Linked DNA regions of Macaca mulatta: region 2 is linked to region 1. A link is a contact called in public Hi-C data. All regions are on one chromosome and are shown on one strand. Each heading gives the region's core, a stretch centred on a gene start, on an enhancer-like site or on the middle of the called end of the contact. The rest is flanking DNA. Distances are from core to core; before and after follow the strand shown.

Region 1 (4,573 bases), core at 980-3,479:
CCTTTTTGGGGAGGTCACAAACAAGTTCCCTTGTGCCCAACTGCACAAGGACAGGCATTTTAATCTCACCATGAAAAGTCGAAGAGAAGAGGAAGAAGCCCAGAGTTAAGGCAGCCTAATTCCTGAAGGCAGGCTCTTGGTTTCTTTTGCGTTGTGTGTCTAAATTCATGGTTGGAATTTCTAACTGTACTTCTTTCTCAGATCTGGCTGTGTATATGTGTTTTATGTCCAGATGTCAAAACAAAAACACATCTTTCCTTCCACAATATAGAAAGTGGTCTTGGAAGGTGCTATGGTTTGAATGTGTGTCCCTCAAATTCACATGTTGAAATCCTTAGCCCCAAGTGATGGTATCAGGAAGCAAGGTCTTTGGAAGGTGACTAGGTCATAAGGGTGGATCCCTCATAAATGGGATTAGGGCCCTTATAAAAGAGGCCTCAGAGAGTGGGTGTGACCCCAGGCTCATGCCTCTAATCCCAGCACTTTTGAAAGGCTGAGGCAGAAAGATAGCTTGAGGCCAGGAGTTTGAGAACAGCCTCGTCAACATAGTGAGACCCCATCTCTACAAAAAATAATTTAAAAAATTAGCCAGGCACGGTGGTGTGCACCTGTAGTCCTAGCTACTCAGGAGGCTGAAGCGGGAGGATTGCTTGAGCCCAGGAATTCGAGGCTGCAGTGAACACTGATTGTGCCACTGCACTCCTATCAGAATGACATCCTGTCTCTAAACAAAAAAAACTTTAATAAAAAGAGGCCTGAGAGGCTCCTCATCCCTTCTACCATATGTGGGCAAAGCCAGAAGATGCCATCTGTGAATCAGAAAGTGAGCCTTCACCAGACACCTCACCTGCCTTGATCTTAGACTTCCCAGCATTCAGAACTAAGAGACATAAACATATGCAGTTTGTAAGCCACACAGTTTATGGTATTTTGCTACAGCAGCCCGAGTGGACTAAGAAGGGGAGCTTAACAGTGATCCTTAGTCAGTCCCCCAAGCCACCCCACTTCCTTCTGACGGCATTTTTCTGCTTGCACAATCTGATCTGTAAGTGTAACCTGGAAATAAGGGCCTAGGTGATTCCTCCCACACAACTGGGTCAACACCTGCCACTTGGAGTTTTCTCCCAGAGGCGAGAATCACAGGTGACCGGCAAATCACAGACGTGCATCATTCCTTCTCCTGCTGGCAACTGCAGCAAGGGCCTCAGAACCAGACGGGTCTGAGGGTCTGGTTCTGGGGAGAAGGGTCCCTGGGGAGTCTGACCTGCCTAGGATGCAGATGAAGATGCTGAGGTCTAGGAGCTAACTTCACTACAGTCGCTTCGTGGCAGTGCTAGGGGAGGAAGAGAAGGATGCTGCTGTTCCCTACAGAGGCCCTGAAACTGGATGCTGGATCATGCTGTATATTTCCCTGTGCTAAGGGTTGCCCCATCTGGGCTGTAATCATTGACTAACGGCAGGAGGATGATAGAGCTTTTAGAATTCAAAAGAAACTTGGGGATAGTCTCATCAAGGCTGCCCATGTTACAGATGAGGAGAATGAGCCCAGGAGGCACTGTGATATGTCTAAATCAGTTTTCCATCCTGAGCTCTGAATCCAGAACTCTGGTCTTTGAATCTAGCGCTCTTCCTCCTACATCGAGGGTAAGCAAACTTTTTCTGTAAAGGTCCAGGTAGTAAATATTTGTGGCTTTGTGTGCCAAATGCTGTCTTTGTCGTAACTCTCAAATTCTGCCATTATAGCTTGAAAGCTACAAAAGTGAGTAAAGGAGGGAAGCTGTGTTCCAATAAAGCCTTAATGGTGAGAACAGGCAGCAGCTGGGGTCTGGGCTGTGGACTGCAGTTTGATGACCCTTGCTGTGTATTGTGCAGGTTCTCAAATCATTCATCCTCATTTGCAGTTAAGATTTCAATACGATGTCTGTATCTCCTTAATCTATCAGAACAGTGACAATTAAGAATCTCAAGAGCACTAGAATTAAATCACTATTCAGGCTCTTCCACAATGCTTGCTATGCCGGGCAGCACAGGAAAAGGAAATTTTGCAGACAAACAATGGTGGTGAATGAAGTATGTATTCAGCAGAGCAAAATTTAAGGGCAACACATTCAATCATTTTCTTAACGAGAAATATTTTCACAGACACACCCACTTTAGCTGTTGCCACGGTTAAAATAAATTCACAGGCAGCGAGAGGGCCTCTGTTGTCATGGCAACCGAGCCATACTCCAAGGAGAAATGTGGGACCCTGATGTGTTGGCACTTTGCCAGATGTGGAAACTGCAAAGTGCTTGGTTCTTTTCATACCACATAATATTCACCTCTAGTATCCCGGGGTGTGATTTTCTTTACAGCCAACCAATTTTTTTCCCTGTTTCCCAGATTTGTCTGTTGATAATTGACACATCTGTTAGGATGGCTAATCTCGATGGCGCACCCCTTGTCTCACCTGCTGAACACCTCCTGGAAAGGCGGTTTGCCCTTGTACCACGTTCTCCCCAACCGTTAAATCTCCAGGCTTACATGAGGATTCCCCACCAACGACCTTAAGTTTTTCCATGTGCAAAAATGTTTTTCTCCCACCAGGGAGCTAATGGCACACTTGCATCTGATGCCCAGCTTAGAGGAAGGCCCAGTGCACACTGATGCAGCCATGACATAGCATTGTTCAAGACCTTTGAGCGCTTAATAATTTTTGGAAACCTATTCCTTTTCCTGCTACGAATGTTCCCCTTGGGAATTAACACCATGCTGGCTTTATGGGTTGGCTGTGGCAGGGTCAAGAATCACATGAACTCAGAAACATCATCAAAGTAAATAGTTTCTCAGACTGTCAGCAACATGGCCTCGAACTGGGGATTTCTCTGGTGCTAAAAAAAGCCAGGAAGAGGCTGGGTGCAGTGGCTCACGCCTGTAATCCCAGCACTTTGGGAGGCCGAGGCGGGTGGATCACGAGGTCAGGAGATCGAGACTATCCTGGCTAACACGGTGAAACCCTGTCTCTACTTAAAATACAAAAAATTAGCCGGGTGTGGTGGCAGGTGCCTGTAGTCCCAGCTACTCAGGAGGTTGAGGCAAGAGAATGGCCTGAACCCGGGAGGCGGAGCTTGCAGTGAGCCGAGATTGAGCCACTGCACTCCAGCCTGGGTGACAGAGCAAGACTCTGTCTCAAAAAAAAAAAAAAAAAAAAAAAAGCCGGGAAGATAGAAAATGGGCTAGGGCCCTGTGCAAGCAAGAGTAGACTGAAGGAGCCATCCGGCTCTGGGGAAACCCTTGACTTTTTTTTTTTTTTTTTGAGACGGAGTCTCACTCTGTCGCCCGGGCTGGAGTGCAGTGGCCCGATCTCAGCTCACTGCAAGCTCCGCCTCCCGGGTTCCCGCCATTCTCCTGCCTCAGCCTCCCGAGTAGCTGGGATTACAGGCGCCCACCAACTCACCCGGCTAGTTTTTTGTATTTTTTAGTAGAGACGGGTTTTCACCGTGTTAGCCAGGATGGTCTCGATCTCCTGACCTCGTGATCCACCCGTCTCGGCCTCCCAAAGTGCTGGGATTACAGGCTTGAGCCACCGCGCCCGGCCTAAAACCCTTGACTTCTTTGCAGCACACTGAAGACCCTCTAAAGCCAAGGAGCAATTGGGAGCACAAGGTGCTGATCTCATCTTTATGTCCACTAAAATGTAAAGACATCCAGGGAAAAGTTCATTGCTATTTGTTGTGTGCAGGCATCATGGAATCTTTCATTTGCAAATCTTTACTGCCCTCTTGTGGTATTCAGTTTCGGAAGCAACTGCACTTTGGGATCTTTTAGCAGAAATCCACCTAAGGTTCACTAGTCTGCCATACAGAGAGAGGTAAAGTCCCAATAAATAGGGCAAGACGGCACAAACAAGACACAAAATTGTATCTACGCAGATGCAAAAAACTGTACCCTTTATAGTAGATGACCTGAATCACTAATGTAAGTGCCGGGACTTTGCAAAATGCCAACGGAACTATAGAATGCCAATGGAACTATAGATGCCAAAAGTGGGTTTTAGGATCTCTGGGTGCTCTATTTCTAGAAAACAAAGATCCAAACAGTTGTAGGCCTTTCTGTGTCTCCCGAATCTTTCCAAACCCTTGACTGGGTGCAGATTCTGCAAGCCACAGATCCAAGACAGGGCCTGGGGGGAGAGGAGGCAGTGAGGGCTGCAGGGGACCCTGGAGTAGTCCAAGGGAGCCACTGTGTTTGTCTTAGAAACAAAGAACGACCTGGAAAATAGTGAGAAGTAATGACAGTCACACGAGGGCAGGGTTCAATGACAAAGCCACTTCTGGGAAAATCCAATTGGAGCTAAGCGAGCACAGAACAGCAGCTCCTGAAGTCAATAAAAACCAGTAACAAAAAACACACCCAAGCTATAACTGGCAATAAAGCCCAGTTCCCCGAGGAAGAAGGTTCCAGAGCCTTCCCTCCATGGCTGTGCAGCTGCTGCAGAAAAGGAAAACAGGATGACTGGGCATCCTCACAGAGAAAACAAAACAAAACAAAACAAAACATCCTATCCCTGAAATGCTGGATAATACTGCTCAAC
Region 2 (4,789 bases), core at 1,868-4,367, 650 kb before region 1:
TTTTTGAGTTCAGGAAATCATAAATCTGTCTACTCCATCACACCTTTGTTACTTTTTGTCTTCTCAAACTCTTCACTCTAAATTTAGACCTCCAGCTGGGTGCTGTGGTTCATGTCTGTAATCCCAGCACTTTGGAAGAGGCAGGAGGCTCGCCTGAGGCCAAGAGTTCAAGACTGGCCTGGGCAACACAGTGAGACCTCCCCCATCTCTGCCAAAAATAAATAACTAACTAAATAAAAAATAAAACAATAGCTGAGGGCCGGGCACAGTGGCTCAAGCCTGTAATTCCAGCACTTTGGAAGACCAAGGCAGGCGGATCACTTGAGGTCAGGAGTTTGAGACCAGCCTGGCCAACATGGTGAAACCCCGTCTCTACTAAAAATACAAAAATCAGGTGTGGTGGTGCACGCCTGTAATCCCAGCTACTTAGGAGGTTGAGGCAGGGGAATCACTTGAACCCAGGAGGCAGAAGTTGCAGTGAGCCGAGATCGCACCACTGTACTCCAGCCTGGGTGACAGAGCGTGACTCCGTTTCAAAAAACAAACAAACAAACAAACAAAAACCGATAGCTGAGTAGTCTCAGCTACTTGGGAGGCTGAGGCAGAAGAATCACTTGAGCTTAGGCGGTCAGGGCTGCAGTGAGCCCTGGTCTCGTCACTGCACTCCAGCTTGGGCAACAGAACAAGACTATGTCTCAAAAAAGATTTTTTTTTAAATAAAAAATAAATTTACGCTTCCAGATTCTATTGTCTACTCTCATCAAACCAATGTCACAAGGAATATATAGTGAAAAGCCATCTTAGCCTAGTGTGTCTCAACAATACCAGCCTCTAGAGTGTGTTTTAGAAGCCTGTAGGGGAATTTGAGTTGTCACAATCACGGAGGGAAGAGGGAGACACCAGCATGTGATTGCAATGCTACACAGCCTACTATGCAACAAGCCCACACAATACAATATTGTCTCACATTCCATCAGACTTTTGAATGACCTACCAGACACTTTCTTCTGTGTCTGAGGCCTAGACTCTAAGTCAGTTTTACATATGACAAGCTACTTTCCTTTCACTTTTAATATCAACTAAAATTTCTAAGAATTCTTCTATGAGGAAAACAATGGAAGATTATATGTTGATATAGTCAGAACTTTATTTCAGCGGGTCATGGATTACAAAGTTTGTTTGTTTGGTTGGTTGGTTGCTTGTTTGTTTATTTATTTTGAGACAGGGTCTCGTCTGTCGCCCAGGCTGAAGTGCAGTGGCGCAATCTTGGCTCACTGCAACCTCCACCTCCCGGGTTCAAGCAATTCTCCTGCCTCAGCCTCCTGAGTAGCTGGGATTACAGGCGCATGCCATGACGACTGCCTAATTTTTGCATTTTTAGCGGAGACAGGGTTTCGCCATGTTGGTCAGGCTGGTCTTGAACTACTGGCCTCAAGTGATCCACCCACCTCAGCATCCCGAAATGCTGGGATTATAGGCATGAGCTGTAAGACCCAGCTGATGGACTATAAAATTAAAATTAAAAAAAAAAAGTTTTACCAAGTGGCTTGTTGCTCACCATTTTGGAAAATGTCATCAACAATAAGCCCTTACCATGCTTCAGGAACCAAGAGAACACACCTGTTGCAGTTGCAGCTTTTACATTTATAGTTACGGTTTATGGGTGCAAGCAAATAACTACTTCCTTGTGTTTTCCACTGTAGACATGTTTTAGCCGTTATCTTTTGAAATATATATTATTTTGCTATTATAAAATTTGTTTCTTGGTTGGGCACAGTGGCTCACACCTGTAATCTCAGCACTTTAGGAGGCCAAGGTGAGAGGACTGCTTGAGGCCAGGTGTTTGAGACCAGCCTGGGCTACGTAGTATAGTTGCTGTCTCTACAAAAATAGAAAAAGGTAAAATTTGTTTCTCCTCTACATTACAGATTATAGCTGAGCTAGTGTCTTATTTTTCTTGTAAATGGTTTATATTTTCCCTGATTTTCATTGCAGTTAAAACAAAGAGATCTATTCAGCATCCATAAAGTGATGTCGGCACTAATGAAATTGAGAACCACTAACATAATAGATAAACCACTCCAAGATTTCCCGTTTTCCTGTTTGCTTTCCAGGCTGCTGTTGACCATATGCCCACACCAAACACAACCTCATTCCCATTTTCAAGGATCCTAAGCTTTTTTAAGATCTTAAGCTGTTTTATAGGGACCAGCATGGTATGAATGATAACACATAAAACGTGTAAGGCCCTTAAGAATTGAAATTGTCTCACATGTCATCTCGTTTGATGCTCACGAAAGTCCTATAGTCGATTTCTGGTCGGGCGCGGTGGCTCACGCCTGTAATCCCAGCACTTTGGGAGGCCGAGGCAGGCGGAGCACGAGGTCAGGAGATCGAGACCATCCTGGCGTGGTGGCGGGCGCCTGTAGTCCCAGCTACTCAGGAGGCTGAGGCAGGAGAATGGCGGGAACCTGGGAGGCGGAGCTTGCAGTGAGCCGAGATCAAGCCACTGCACTCTAGCCTGGGCCACAGAGCGAGGCTCTGTCTCAAGAAACAAACAAACAAACAAACAAACAAAACCCACAATTAAATCTTTCTAACTTTTCTTTTTACCAACTTAGTGGATTATAGTAAAAACGAAAACAAACAAACAAAGAAACCACTTTGCTTATTAAATGACTGAGCTGCTTCCATATCTTCTCTTAGGAGCTTTCAGAGATCCCACAGATTAAGCCACCAAGATTCTCAACTAGATAAAACCTTAGAACTTTCTACTTTAAGGTTTACTTTAGCCTCCTAACGTAGAGATGAGAAAACCGAGATCCAAGAAAAGTTAAGCGACTGGCCATGGTCCTGAGAAATTATATTTCGAAGCAGGGGTGTAGGGATATATGAGATGGTCTGTTCTACTACACTCGGTTTTCTCATTGCAAATTTTAGATAAAAAGTCTGATGTTCCCAGAGACAAAACCTGACGCTGCGGGATGGAGCGGCGAGTACCGCCCCGCGTGCCTCAAGCCCCACCCCCAGGGCTGTCCGCGGCAATGCCTGAGTGGCGACCAGCGCCGGGGACCTCGAGGGGTCCTTCGCGTGGGCTCCCGAAGCACTGCCTGAGCGGGTGCGCGGGCGGCTTCCGGTGTGGGTGACTAGTGGTGGCCGAAGCGGGGGTACAGCAAGGGACGCTCAGGCGGGGACCATGGCGGACGGCGGCTCGGAGCGGGCTGACGGGCGCATCGTCAAGATGGAGGTGGACTACAGCGCCACGGTGGATCAGCGCCTACCCGAGTGTGCGAAGCTAGCCAAGGTGAGGAGAGGCCGGCTGGCTGTTGGCGGGCGCCAAGGGCTGAGTCACGGCGCGGAGCCTGCTTAGGCCTCAGGGGGCCTACGGGCTGAAGCGTGCATCCCCCCATTGCCTGCCCAGCCCTGGTTGGGCCTGCACGAGTGGGAGACCCCAGGTCGGCCCGGCCAGGGCTGCGGAGTACGCCAGTGCCTATAGCTTCCCAGACCCTCCCCAAAACAGATGATCACTTCCTTCCGTGGGACTTAGGGCTCCGTTTTACTTTTTGCCCTTTCTTGGATGCTGCTTAAGTAACGTTTATCTTAGTGGTTTCCCAGGGGGTGAGGCTGCTTCAGTATTCAGGCTGGATCAGAGAGTTTCGTTCTGTTGCTGTTGCCCAATCCATTTATGTCGTTAAATCGTTTATGGATCATGGGCTTATGTGCCTGGTCTTTGGCCAGGAGAAGGGGTAGGAAAGTGATAGTACACAGATGACTAACAGTACCCTGTTCTTTAGGAGTTGATGTACGTAATGAATTAGTCAAGTCATGCATGGTGGTGAGGGCCATACAAGGGGAGAGTGTTACTGGAACACCGAGAAGGAAGCTATGCATTCTTAATGGTGCCATAAGGGAAGGTTTTACAGGAAGGCTGACGTTTGTATTGGGTCTTGAAGAATTAGTAAGATTGGGTGGAGTGGAGTCATTACTGGAGACGGAACTACAAAAGTAAAGACGAGTAGGTACTATAAGAGTTCAACGGGCTTTCCAAAAAACAAGGATGGAGAAAGGTGATAAAGTTGGTACGTATGTATATCTTAGGTTCAGTATGCTTGCTGAGGGGGAGCCATAAATTCATTAAGAGCTTTCTAGCAGCTAGCATCAACAAACATCAGTTACATAAGGGTGGGAAACTCAGCCGCCTCCAATGTCACACAGATAACAATAGCTGATATTTGTTGTGTAGTTTCTGCAGTGTCAGGCTCCGTGCTTACATACACTAAGCCATTTGATCCTCACCTCAGCCCTATGCAATGGCTATTGCTATAATCCTTATTTTACAGGTAAGAAAACTTGGGTTAGAAAAAGTTGAATCACAGGCGCCAAGATCATACGGCTAGTAAAGTGGTGAAGCCAAGAAGCAAACCCAGGCAGACCGATTCTAGGTTCGGAGCTGGTGCCGTCACACACCATGCTGCCCTGCCTAGAAGCCTATTGTAATGAAAACCTGAACTTTTTTTCTTTTTTTTTTTTTTTTTTTTGAGACGGAGTTTCACTCTTGTCACCCAGGCTGGAGTGCAGCGGCGCGATCTCGGCTGACTGCAACCCCCGCCTCCCGGGTTCGAGCGATTCTCCTGCCTCAGCCTCCCGAGTAGCTGGGACTACAAGTGCCACCACGCCCGGCTAATTTTTGTATTTTTAGTAGACACGGGGTTTCACTATGTTGACCAGGCTGGTCGCGAACTCCTGACCTAAAGTGATCCACCCACCTCGGCCTCCCAAAGTGCTGGGA

What was found. A called contact is a pair of places that touch in the nucleus more often than the background predicts.
Region 2: a Hi-C map of fetal cortex germinal zone shows a contact between it and region 1, with 2.9 times the contacts expected there. The contact joins the promoter of PSMD12 here to the enhancer-like site in region 1. A contact is called at or near these places in 2 of 14 Hi-C or Micro-C datasets (fetal cortex germinal zone and fetal cortical plate).

What each region holds. Positions count from the first base shown.
Region 1 is chr16:76,468,232-76,472,804 of T2T-MMU8v2.0, reverse strand. All of the region lies in intron 8 of PRKCA (protein kinase C alpha), which reads right to left. Among named protein-coding and RNA genes, the nearest start is that of CACNG5, 160 kb to the left of the region's middle. Within about 2 kb of position 2,229, at least 7 of the 40 cell types and tissues checked have an H3K27ac peak or open chromatin away from gene starts, as enhancers often do. A contact at or near this core is called in fetal cortex germinal zone and fetal cortical plate, where this site is marked.
Region 2 is chr16:77,114,376-77,119,164 of T2T-MMU8v2.0, reverse strand. It overlaps PSMD12 (proteasome 26S subunit, non-ATPase 12), which reads left to right and starts at 3,117. Exons shown (of 11, transcript NM_001265853.2): 1 at 3,117-3,304. The coding sequence starts at 3,197.